Regions from separate parts of the Mus musculus genome. Here region 1 is linked to region 2. The links are chromatin contacts, called in public HiChIP or PLAC-seq maps. All regions are on one chromosome and are shown on one strand. Each heading gives the region's core, a stretch centred on a gene start, on an enhancer-like site or on the middle of the called end of the contact. The rest is flanking DNA. Distances are from core to core; before and after follow the strand shown. Region 1 holds the start of 5330411J11Rik (RIKEN cDNA 5330411J11 gene). Region 2 holds the start of Gpd2 (glycerol phosphate dehydrogenase 2, mitochondrial).

Region 1 (4,889 bases), core at 2,379-4,878, 2.1 Mb after region 2:
GGTAATGGTTTCTCCAGAATAAGGTGCCGGCCTACCCGATAAAGACAAAAAATGCGAAGAAAATCGAGAGGTGAAGACTTGGAACCTGCACACTTGGAATCTGATCCTTTACGAGGCAAAAATTTCTTGCATCCTGTTCCGGATACGGCAGGATTCCACTCCTCTGCTGAGCAGCCTCATGCCTGCTTTTCTCCTGCCACAGCCCTGTGGCAGTCCTCAGTCTCTATCTATCCCAGGGGTCTGAATACGGCGACAAATCCCTGGCCCTGAGCGGAGCTAGCTGGAGTTCTTCCGGACTTGGGTTCTGATGACATGGGCTCTTGTGTGGGTTTAAGCAAGCGTAGAAGGCGGGACAGGAGGCTACAAGTGCGCATGTATATGTGTGTGCGATGCCATGGCTTCGGCACTGAATCCAGAACTGTAAAGTCTAGCGTGAGATGCTCTTCACTGTCGATGGGCCACCAGAACCCTGAGGAATGGCTGAGGAACACTTGCCACTGCCGGACGGTGAGGTAGGGCGGAGTCGCGCCGTCAGGCCCTACAGTCACAGATGTACATCTTCAAAGAACCAAAGACACAGAAAAAAATCAAGCAGTTCTGTTAGCTTGGTCCATGTTTCTCACTTCTTTCTTCTTGGGGTTCTTCTATAAATGCCATAGCCATAGCGTCAGTGGGCACGGAGCTCCCTCCTGGTTTCCAATAGCTACACGCCATTGACTCCTGTCGCTACTAATACAAGAGCCTGCTGCACGGAACAGCTAATGAATGAGTTGACTCTACAGGATGAAAGGTAAGGGGGTAGTGAGAGGGCTCAGAAAAAGGCACCAGTCACAATGCCTGACCACCTGAGTGGTTCCAGAAGGAATTGACTGCTGCAAATTGTCCTCTGACCTCTGTACACCTGCACACAAAATAAAATAATAAGAAAAATTACAGGGAGAAAGAAAACCATGGGTGTTGACTTACAATTCCGCTAGGCTCCACCCAACAACTACCTAGCAACAGCTTGTGACTCCGCCTGCCTGGTACCAGCCAGGCCTATAAGAAGGCCTCTCATTACCACACTATTTCCTATTCTCTCTTTCTCCCCTTTACTCTGTCCCTCTGTCCCCACATGTTCCCGGGCCAGCCTCTTCCTTTTTTTTTTTTTTCTTTCTCCCTTTTGGTCCTTCTCTGTCCCCCATCCCTTCTCTGTCTCTACCCCTTTTGTTAAATCGTCTTCAGACTAGGTCTGTCGCATGGCTTGATTATGTAGAGGGACAGCTTGGCATGGGTCCTCCGAGATCCTCCCTCCTCCTGCTTTGTACAGAAGACACAAAGCACAACAGTGGGTGCTTTGAACCTATTTTAAGAGCACTGCCTTCCCTATAAGCGCTATGAGCTAAACCTGTGCTCAGCTCTCCTCTCCCATCTTCCTCTGCTCCTGTCTCTGCCTGCTGCAGGGATTCTCAAGAGCCAGATCAGGCCCGTGGTAGTAGACTCCCTGACCCAGCCCCAGAAGCCACAGTCCCAGGAATTGAATTCTAAAGTGCCCCTAGCCCAGGCCTTGCAGGTGCCTCTGCAAAAGGACTCTGGCTTCTGCAACCCGCTTGTTACCCTTTCCCTGGCTGCTCACTCTCTCCCTCTGAACTGGCCTGTGGTCCTTCTGGAGATGAGCTATAGGATGTGTCCGAGCCCAGGGAGGAATCAATCAGCAGAAGAGCAGACAAATGTGCTATCACATCAGCCCATTACCATCCTGCCAGGCTGCCAGCAACCTGAAAGGCAGAAACGTAATTGTTTTCCTCTTTCCAGTTCTTCAGGCCAGTTGTCTCCATGGTCACCGCTTGTCTATCTCTGCCGGTGGCTCTCCACCTGGGAGCTGTTTTGCTTCCCTGGAGGACATCTGACAAAGCCAGAGAGAGTTTTAGGGTGACACCTGGGGTGGTGGGGTCCTGGCATCTAGAAAGAAGATCCCAGGGATATGGTTGACCATCCTACATGCCAGGAAAAAAAATTATCAGGCCCCAAAAAGCATTGGTGACCTGGCCACAGTGACCATCTTTTCCTCTAATGCTTGTGTGGGCTTGAAGCTCCTGTCAAGGAAGTTCCTGCATGTGCCCAGCGCATCGGAATCTAGGGTAGTCATAATCTGCTAGGTGAATTGAGGTGGAAATCTATCTCTTATAGCCTCAGAACCCAGCAGTGCCACCAGGCCACAGTCCTGTTAAGGGCCTAAGAGAGGCCCCTTTCTTGTCTCCAACAAATTTAGTGGCTCTAGGTTTTCTTTGGCTTACGGCACTGAAAATCAATACCTGCTTCTCTCCTTTCCACAGCGTGGGGGATGGTCCCCAGGACCTCCTGCCACAGGCTAGGAAAGTGCCCCTCCCCCCCCCTGCTGATTTTACCTTTTGTTCCTATGGAAACCCATTGCCAGATCTGGAATATCTACAAGTATGACATGATTTCATTTCAGGATCTCTCACTAATTATAAAAATCCTAATACCTTACACAAATACAACAAAATAGTTACAAAGAAAAGAAAACCTTATACCAAAACCAAACAAACCAAAAATCCCTCTGAAGTTATGTGTGAATTTTCAGCCCACCACACCCTAGGAAGGAATGGCCTCTGGGCTAGGAGTGGTGACAATGGATGTTTTGAAATACAAAACCTACTGTCTATTCTGTCCATTCCTGACCCCTAAGTCCCCAAAGCATCTCTTCAGGGAAGCAAGAGCAACAGAGGTGAGCCCTACCCTTCCAGCTCTCTGTTGGTGAGTTTAGATTCCAGACGGTTTGACCTTCTCTCCCAAGTTTCTCCTATACAGTCCCTTTCCCCTCAGAAAGTACTCGAATGAAACTAGAATATCAGGGTCTGCCAGAGTCCATGGTGCCTGAGGCAGGATTTTTAGAGGCAGTATTCTGTTGTTTTCTTGGTGGTGATGTTTTCTTTTCTTGGTGGCCATTATTCTGAGGTGTGCTCTTGTTATATAGCCAAGCCTGGCCTCAAACTTGCCACCCTCCTGCCTCCTCTGTGTTAAGATTACAGCTATGAGGCCCCCATGATGACCTCGGTGGTAGCTGTAATTCAGATCAAGGCCACCAACTCACGTAGACCTCCCACTGAAAGGTAAACACCGTATTTCCATCCCTTGAACCTGGGTGAGCTTGTAGGACCTCTGTCAAAAGGAGAAGTCACATGGTCACAAATGGCTTTCTGCTCAGTTCACAGGGGCATGGTGGCAGGAGCTCACACAGTCTGAGGTCATCATGTCAGAGAGACCAAGGGAAGGACCATTGAGAGCACGGGAAGGGAGAAATGACCACAAGCCTCTTACCCTTCGTTCAAGCAATCGCAACCCAAAGCTCAAAATGTGTGCATGGAGAAACCTTCAGTTAACTTCACCTTTAGCCTCCAAGCCTTCTAGTTTGTGGCTCGGACATCACGGAGCAGGGACCAGGCATACCTAACATGACCTACTTAATCCTTGGCTGGTAGGGATCAGAAGAGGTTTTGCAGCACAGCTTGTGCGGTGGCTTGTCAGACAATAAAGAATTGAACCTGGGAAGGAGAAAGGATGTCTCACCGTATAATTCCTTGTTCCTTTTCCCCCTGTCTCTCTTTGGATCTCCATGTTAGAAAAACAGCCCCATAGGAGGGAAAGAAACTAGATGCTAGCAGCTTTAATTAATCCTCTGCCTTGCCGCAGTTTCTTGCATCATTTATATGCCTTTGCCCAAGGAAGTGGCTGATGTTCTCCCTAATTTAGGGATAAGGAAACCTTGACTTATAAGATTTGACAACGCCAGCCAGGAAGCCACCTGGGTATGAAGCTCTGCCTTACCCCTCGCCTCTATGTTGTTCCTGAGCACAGTGTATTCAGAGTTAGCACCTAGATTATCTTTGTCTAAATTAAATTTTCTGCAAGACTGTGTTCTTAGGGAAACCAAATTAAAGTACCGTTGAAAGAGCCACGGCAACTCAGGAGGATTAAGCATGTCAAAACATCCCTAGGCATGTTTCCCCCAAGATGGCACAGGCTGTTCATTTGCTTCTCTTGCGAGATTGTCTTGCTTTGAAGCTCACGGCAAATATCTTCCCCGACAGTGAAAGAGTGTGCAAGGGACTGGAGCCTGTTCCCAAGTCTATCCCCCGTGGAAAACAGAATGGCAGCAAGTTTCCTGGGGGTGGGGGTGGGGGTGGGGGTGGGGGTGGGAAAGAGCCTAGTGGCTTCAGGCTCTACAAAGTCTTCCTACCCTTTCAAGAGGTTTTCTCTTCAGAACCCCTGGTGGCAGCTGTCCAGAGGAAGAATCCAAGTCGCTTGGGTTGTTTGTTTGTTTGGTTGGTTGGTTTTGGTTTTGGTTTTGGTTTTTCGAGACAAGGTTGCCCTGGCTGACCTGGAACTCACTCTGTAGACCAGGCTGGCCTCGCACTCAGAAATCCACCTGCCTCTGCCTCCCGAGTGCTGGGATTAGAGGCGTGTGCCACCACCGCCCCGCCCACTTGTTTGTCACGTGGCCCGTGAAACAGAGACCTAAAGAAACAGCAAGACCATATCCATCACGAACAGCCCTTTGGACCTCTGATGACCCCAACAGTCAACTCCAGCTCTGCCAAGGGAGAAAGGCGATATCTAACAGGGTGATCTTTCCCTAGGTTCTGACCCACCAAAGTGTGTGGGGAGGCAGGTTACTGAGAAGCGCTTGGGAAGGTCAAGCCCAGAGGCATTGGCTCAGAAAGAGGTTAAGAGTAACCATATCTCCTATCTCCCCGCCCCCTGCCCATCTATCTCATTAGACAGTTCATGTCTTTTCTACCTAGTGCTTTGTGTCTAGCTTTCTAACCAAACATTACAAGGCAGACTAAGAGCAAAAAGCCCAGCTAAAGAAGACCAAGGAAGCAGCT
Region 2 (5,140 bases), core at 2,527-5,026:
GACTGATGTGATATAAATGCAGAGAAAATGGCAGGTGAACTGGACTTTGGTAAAATGCAGGCGCATAGAGGAAAGCCTTCCAGAGTTGGACAGACAAATGTGGGTGAAAATCTATGACGGTTTTGAGCTGACTTCTCTCCTCCCTTTTCTTCCTTCGGAACAGTGCTGGGAACCAAACCCAGGGTCGCCCAGTATGCTAAGCACGTGGGCTGTGGGCAGATGCTCTGCTGCTGAGCTATAGTGTTGTTTTTAAAACATTGTGACTTAGTCTGGCTAAGCCATCCAGCCTGGCCTTTTACTCCCTTTGTAGTTCAGGCAGGCCTTGAACTTGTGCTTCTCCTTCTCCACTCTTCCAAGTAGCTGGAATTACTGTTTGTGACTCTTTTCTTAGGAGTGTAAGCAAAGTTAGGTGGCACCAAAGTTGTTTGACACCAAGGATGTATAAGGCAGGAACCACGGCAGTTTCATGAATGCTTTGTCATGCTTATGATGGCAAGGGGAAGCCCTTTGCACTTTGCCTTCCCAGGGTATGGGCCTAAGATCGCCTCTGCTGAAATAACTGCTGGCTGTTTTCAAATATGGCAACCACCTTCCTTCTCAATCCCTATTGTGTCTCAGATCTAAACTTGCTTTGTTTTGTTTGAATTCCATGACTAAAGAACAACAATAGCAAAAAGAAAAGTGTTTTTATTAGTACCAGTACTTACATATAGTTGTGTGTGTGTGAGTGTGTGTGTGTATGTAGGTATGTGCACTTGAGTGTGGGCCCTCAGAGGCCAGAGATGTTGAATTCCTTGGAGCTGGGGTTGCTGAGGGCTGCGAGCTACCATGTGGATGCTGGGAATTGAACCATGGTCCTCTGGAAAAGTAGCAAGTATTCTTAATCACTGAGCCATATTTCCAGCCTCTTATTTTTTTTTTTAAATGAAAATGTTGTTCGTAGATTCCAAAGAGCAGTTCCTAAACTAATGAGTATCCTCTCACCCGCGATGAAGTTATTTTTGTTATGGTAAGAATTTGTTTAAGCAATTGGGAAGCTGTATTCAGTTTAATTATTTCAGTCCTCAAACAAATTCTTTCAGTGGAGTTTTTAGTATAATAAAATCGAGACACCTGGACAGAGATAAGAAGGTTGAACAGAGGCCAAATCAGGCACTCGTAAACAGCAGTCTTAAAAACAGCTCAAAGCTTTACACATTAGACTAGGAGGGGATATGGCTTCATCTATTTTCTGCCCCTTGATGGAGCCAGGTGTGGGGGTGGCACATGCCTTTCCTCTCAGTGCACCAGAGGCAGAGGCCAGTAAGATCTCTGTGAGTTCAAGGCCAGCCCGGTCTAAAGGGTTAGTTCTAGGTCTACAGAGTGAGTTTAGAGACCCAGTCTCTAAAAACAAACCAGACATGAATGGAGTAGGTGAAGAGATTTTATAAGTCTCTGTGATATTTTAAAGTACTTACCTTAAACCTTTACATTTTAAAATTATCTGTTGTTCACTGAAAAAATGAGTCTGTCCCCCCCACCTGCTTCAGATAGGCCTCACTGTAGCTCTGGCTGTCCTGGAATTTGCTATGTGGGCCACACTGATGTCAAGTTCATGGCCATTCTCTATCTCCAAGCAGCTGGGATTAAAGATGTGCTGTTTTATTTTATTTTTTAAAACAAACAAACAAACAAACATGTTCTAAGTTAGTTGTGATCTGAGCAGTTGGAAGCAAGCAGTAGTTTTAATTCATGAATATATCTGCTGTAGAGCATTTTCCTCTCTAATTTTGCTCCTTTTATTCAGCAGTGGTGGGGATGAAATGTGATATACACAGGAACAATGCCAAAATGCAGTGGTTTTGACAGAGAGGACTCAAAAGAAACACATGGATTGTTTGGGGCTGCTTCCTGGCTCTTTACCCTTTTCCCACATTGTCGCATCTTTTTCCTTTAGGGCTCTTCATGAATCCTATTGGATGCTTCCTGTTCTGATCTTTTTTGTTTGTTTTGAGGCCCATATTTGTCAAGTGCAATGCTGCCCAGGGCTTCCGATTTTTCTCCTCTGTCGTCTAAGTTATGCCGAGGTCTGATGGGTGCTCATGGGTTTCTGATGAGAGCTGAATCCTTCATGGGTGGAGTACTTAGTGAAGAAAGACTTGACATAGTTGGGCCAGAAACACACTGTTCACTTAAGCATCCACTTAAAGCCAACGAACATTTAAACATCTTTTATAGGCACTAGGATGCGAAAGTCAATGGCGGAATGGTTTCATTTCCAGGAACTGCAGTCTTTTAGGTGAATTAGTGGGAAGTCAGCATGGACCCTGATTTCGACCTACTTCTTTGCAGAGAAACGCATTGAACTTCTAAGTAAATATTTGAGATCTGAAAAACAGGAAAACCGAAAGTCAGTGGCTTACTTCTAGGGCTCTCAAACTAGAATCCTTTAGGACCGAGCTATTGAACATCAGCTCTCAACCCTTAGTGTGAATCTGGACCTCTGTAATGCTTGGTTAGGTCTGGAGCTGGAACTCGGATGTTTGGGACTCAGGTAGCCACTAGCTCAGATTGTTTGCATTTCTGCCAAGTTCTCAGGTGATGCTGTACCAGGCACCATAGCTGTACTGTGAAAGGCACATTTTAAACGCTAAAGATTCCCTGGCTTATTTCCAAACCCTTTCAGTGGTACAGCGACAGAAGCTTAGTTCGTAAATTTAGCGTGTCCAAGGCCAGGAACAAGTTCTTTTGCCTTTACAGAGGGTTTGTTTGCCATAAGTTACTGTGAGTTTGTGACCCCAAACTATAGGCATTTCTACAGGGTTTAAGAATACTATGTATGTGACTTAGCAATTGATTACTAAACACTGCTACAATTTCCTTCAAACTAATTTGGCACGAGGAGCTTTTCGGATCAGTCCCTGCCTACTTTTCAACACCATAATCTCAGGATTTAAAGTGGGGTCTTTCGGAACCCGAACTGAGCCCTCCTTGGGTACCCTTGGTTTTGCTTAACCCTTTTAGTTGCAACAAGTGAGCTGGGCATGCTCAGTGGGCAGGGTCGGGTTGGGAGGGGGTGCAAGTGGGAAGCCTGTGGCTCCGCAGCCAGGGTTCTCCGCCTCCCCCCACCTGTACGAGGCCCGGCCCGCTGGGCCAGCGCTCAGCATCCCACCCTTGCTGATTTGGCTTGTTCTTCTCAGCGGGTCCCGGTGCTAACATTCAGGCCCGGGGTCCACAGGCCTGGAGCGCCCACAGAACACGCTGGGGTATCTGGGCCGAGAGCTGCAGGCCGAGTCCCTAGAGTCCCCCGACTCCTAGACGCCTTTCTAGGCCCAGGGAAGCCTGGCGGCTGGGAGGCGCGGAGGAGGGGACGCCGGATCTAAGGGCGCGCGACGGGTGATCAGGTAAGGCAACCCCGGTAGGCAGCAGGCGGGGGAAACGTCCTCCCCCTAGGGCAGATGGCAGGAGTGGCCCGCGTGGGGAGGGACAGAAACCCAACACCACAGCGGCTTCCCCGGCCTAGCTCAGCCCTCTCTTCTTTCCTCCAGCTAGCAAGGAGTGGCAGGGTATGGAGTCGTGCTCCGCCGGGGCTCAGGGCAGGATCGATAACCTCGGGCATGGCCAGCCCACGTCCCTGCGAGACCCAGAGCGCCGGGTCTGCAGCCGCCCTTTCCCACCGGCTGCACTTCCGCATTTCCCTGCCGGGCAGAGTCGCCCGGGCCGCGGTGTCGCGGCGAAGGCGGTGGCTGAGTTGCCGGATCATCCCCCGGGGAGGCGGAGGCGCACGAGGGGAGGAGGAAGTGGCCGGGAGGGGCGTCGGCGGGCGGGTCGGGTTACGGTGGCCCCGCCTGACCCGGTGACATCCCGGCGCGCTCGCCGCGAGCTCAGGGCCACTCTGGTTCTCGGTGAGGCCGACTCCGTTCTGGCTGGAGGATCCTGACTCCCTTGCTCGCCGACCCCTTGCGCGTGACGACCGATCTCAGGTGTGTGCGTCCTGGCGACCTGGTCCTCTGCCTCGGCTTCTAGGAGGAAGTGGTCCCTCTCTGACTTGTGTGACTCGGTGGGACTGCGGTGTGGCGGAGGTGGAGGTGGTGGTGGCGGGAAACTGGGGCGAGACTGTGAATTTGTTCCCACCAACGGAGGAGGAGCACAATTCTCATTCAGGGTTAGGCGAGACTGGAATACGTTTGAGATACGCTTTACCTAGCTGGAGGCAGGGCGTTCCCACATCAATGAAACTTTATGCAAAGTTTTAACTTGTGAAAGTGGCTTGTCTGATGCGGAGGCTTGCTGTTTCCTTCTGAGGTGAGGCGGGGAAGACCCTTCTGCAAGGGGGAGGAGGCTTTCTTTGAGAAACTCAGTTGCCGGGGTGTGACTGGCCCAGGAGGAAATGCAAAGTGTACACCGGCAACAGCCTCCTCTCTCCGCAAAGCAACTGTGTCTTGCCAAAGAAAGTTTGCTGAGTGCTGCAGCTTTAGGAAGGCTTTTAGCAGGTGATGGTCCCTAGACCGTCCTTTATCCCTTAGGAAGATATACGTACTCCTGAAACAGCCTTCCTCAAGCAACACAAGTTCTTACAAAAGTTCAATGACAGGGGCATCTAAGTGTTACAAGAAGTAAATATCCCAGGGGTTGCTACAGAAACAGCCAAAAGTTACATTTGTCAATTTGTGTGAGTAGGTGAGAGAAGGAAGTTGCCCTGTTTGCTTAAAACAAAACTTTGTATCTTGCATGTATTTCAAAGTTTGAGAGTCTTGGAATTTCTCTTTTTGAACGTGGAAAGTGCTGGTGATGGCCTCTCTGGGACCATGGGGCTTCTTGGGAGCTGTTGGTTAGCATATGGGGCCTGGATGCCATTGCCCAGTGGATAGCATGTGCTGTCTCTGGGGCCTTAATGATGAGTGTTGAAACCTCCCCCTGTTTCTCATAGAGACATTAGTCAAACGACCACACTTCCTTCATTTTAGCAACCTAACCCTTCACCTCAGTGAACAATGGGAAAGAATTTGGGATGAGAGACAAAACTGTTAGAACTCTGCTTTCTGAGAGCATTAGTCACATAGTCACCTTATAAATAAGTCATTCTAGGAACCATGGGAAGGCAGTTGCATGCCTCACTGTTAATGAAAAGGGCACAGAGTTAGCAGTTCTCAGTGGATGT

Evidence for each region. HiChIP or PLAC-seq counts read pairs in DNA pulled down with a chosen protein or histone mark.
Region 1: a contact with region 2 is called in an H3K27ac HiChIP or PLAC-seq map of embryonic stem cells, with 9 times the contacts expected there. The contact joins the promoter of 5330411J11Rik here to the promoter of Gpd2 in region 2. A contact is called at or near these places in 1 of 39 promoter capture datasets (embryonic stem cells) and 1 of 115 datasets of contacts at active chromatin or transcription factors (embryonic stem cells).

Annotation. Positions count from the first base shown.
Region 1 is chr2:59,383,054-59,387,942 of GRCm38.p6, forward strand. 5330411J11Rik (RIKEN cDNA 5330411J11 gene) reads right to left here and starts at 3,629. Exons shown (of 3, transcript NR_040510.1): 1 at 3,571-3,629; 2 at 1,635-1,757; 3 at 1-901.
Region 2 is chr2:57,234,606-57,239,745 of GRCm38.p6, forward strand. It overlaps Gpd2 (glycerol phosphate dehydrogenase 2, mitochondrial), which reads left to right and starts at 3,777. Exons shown (of 17, transcript NM_010274.3): 1 at 3,777-3,962.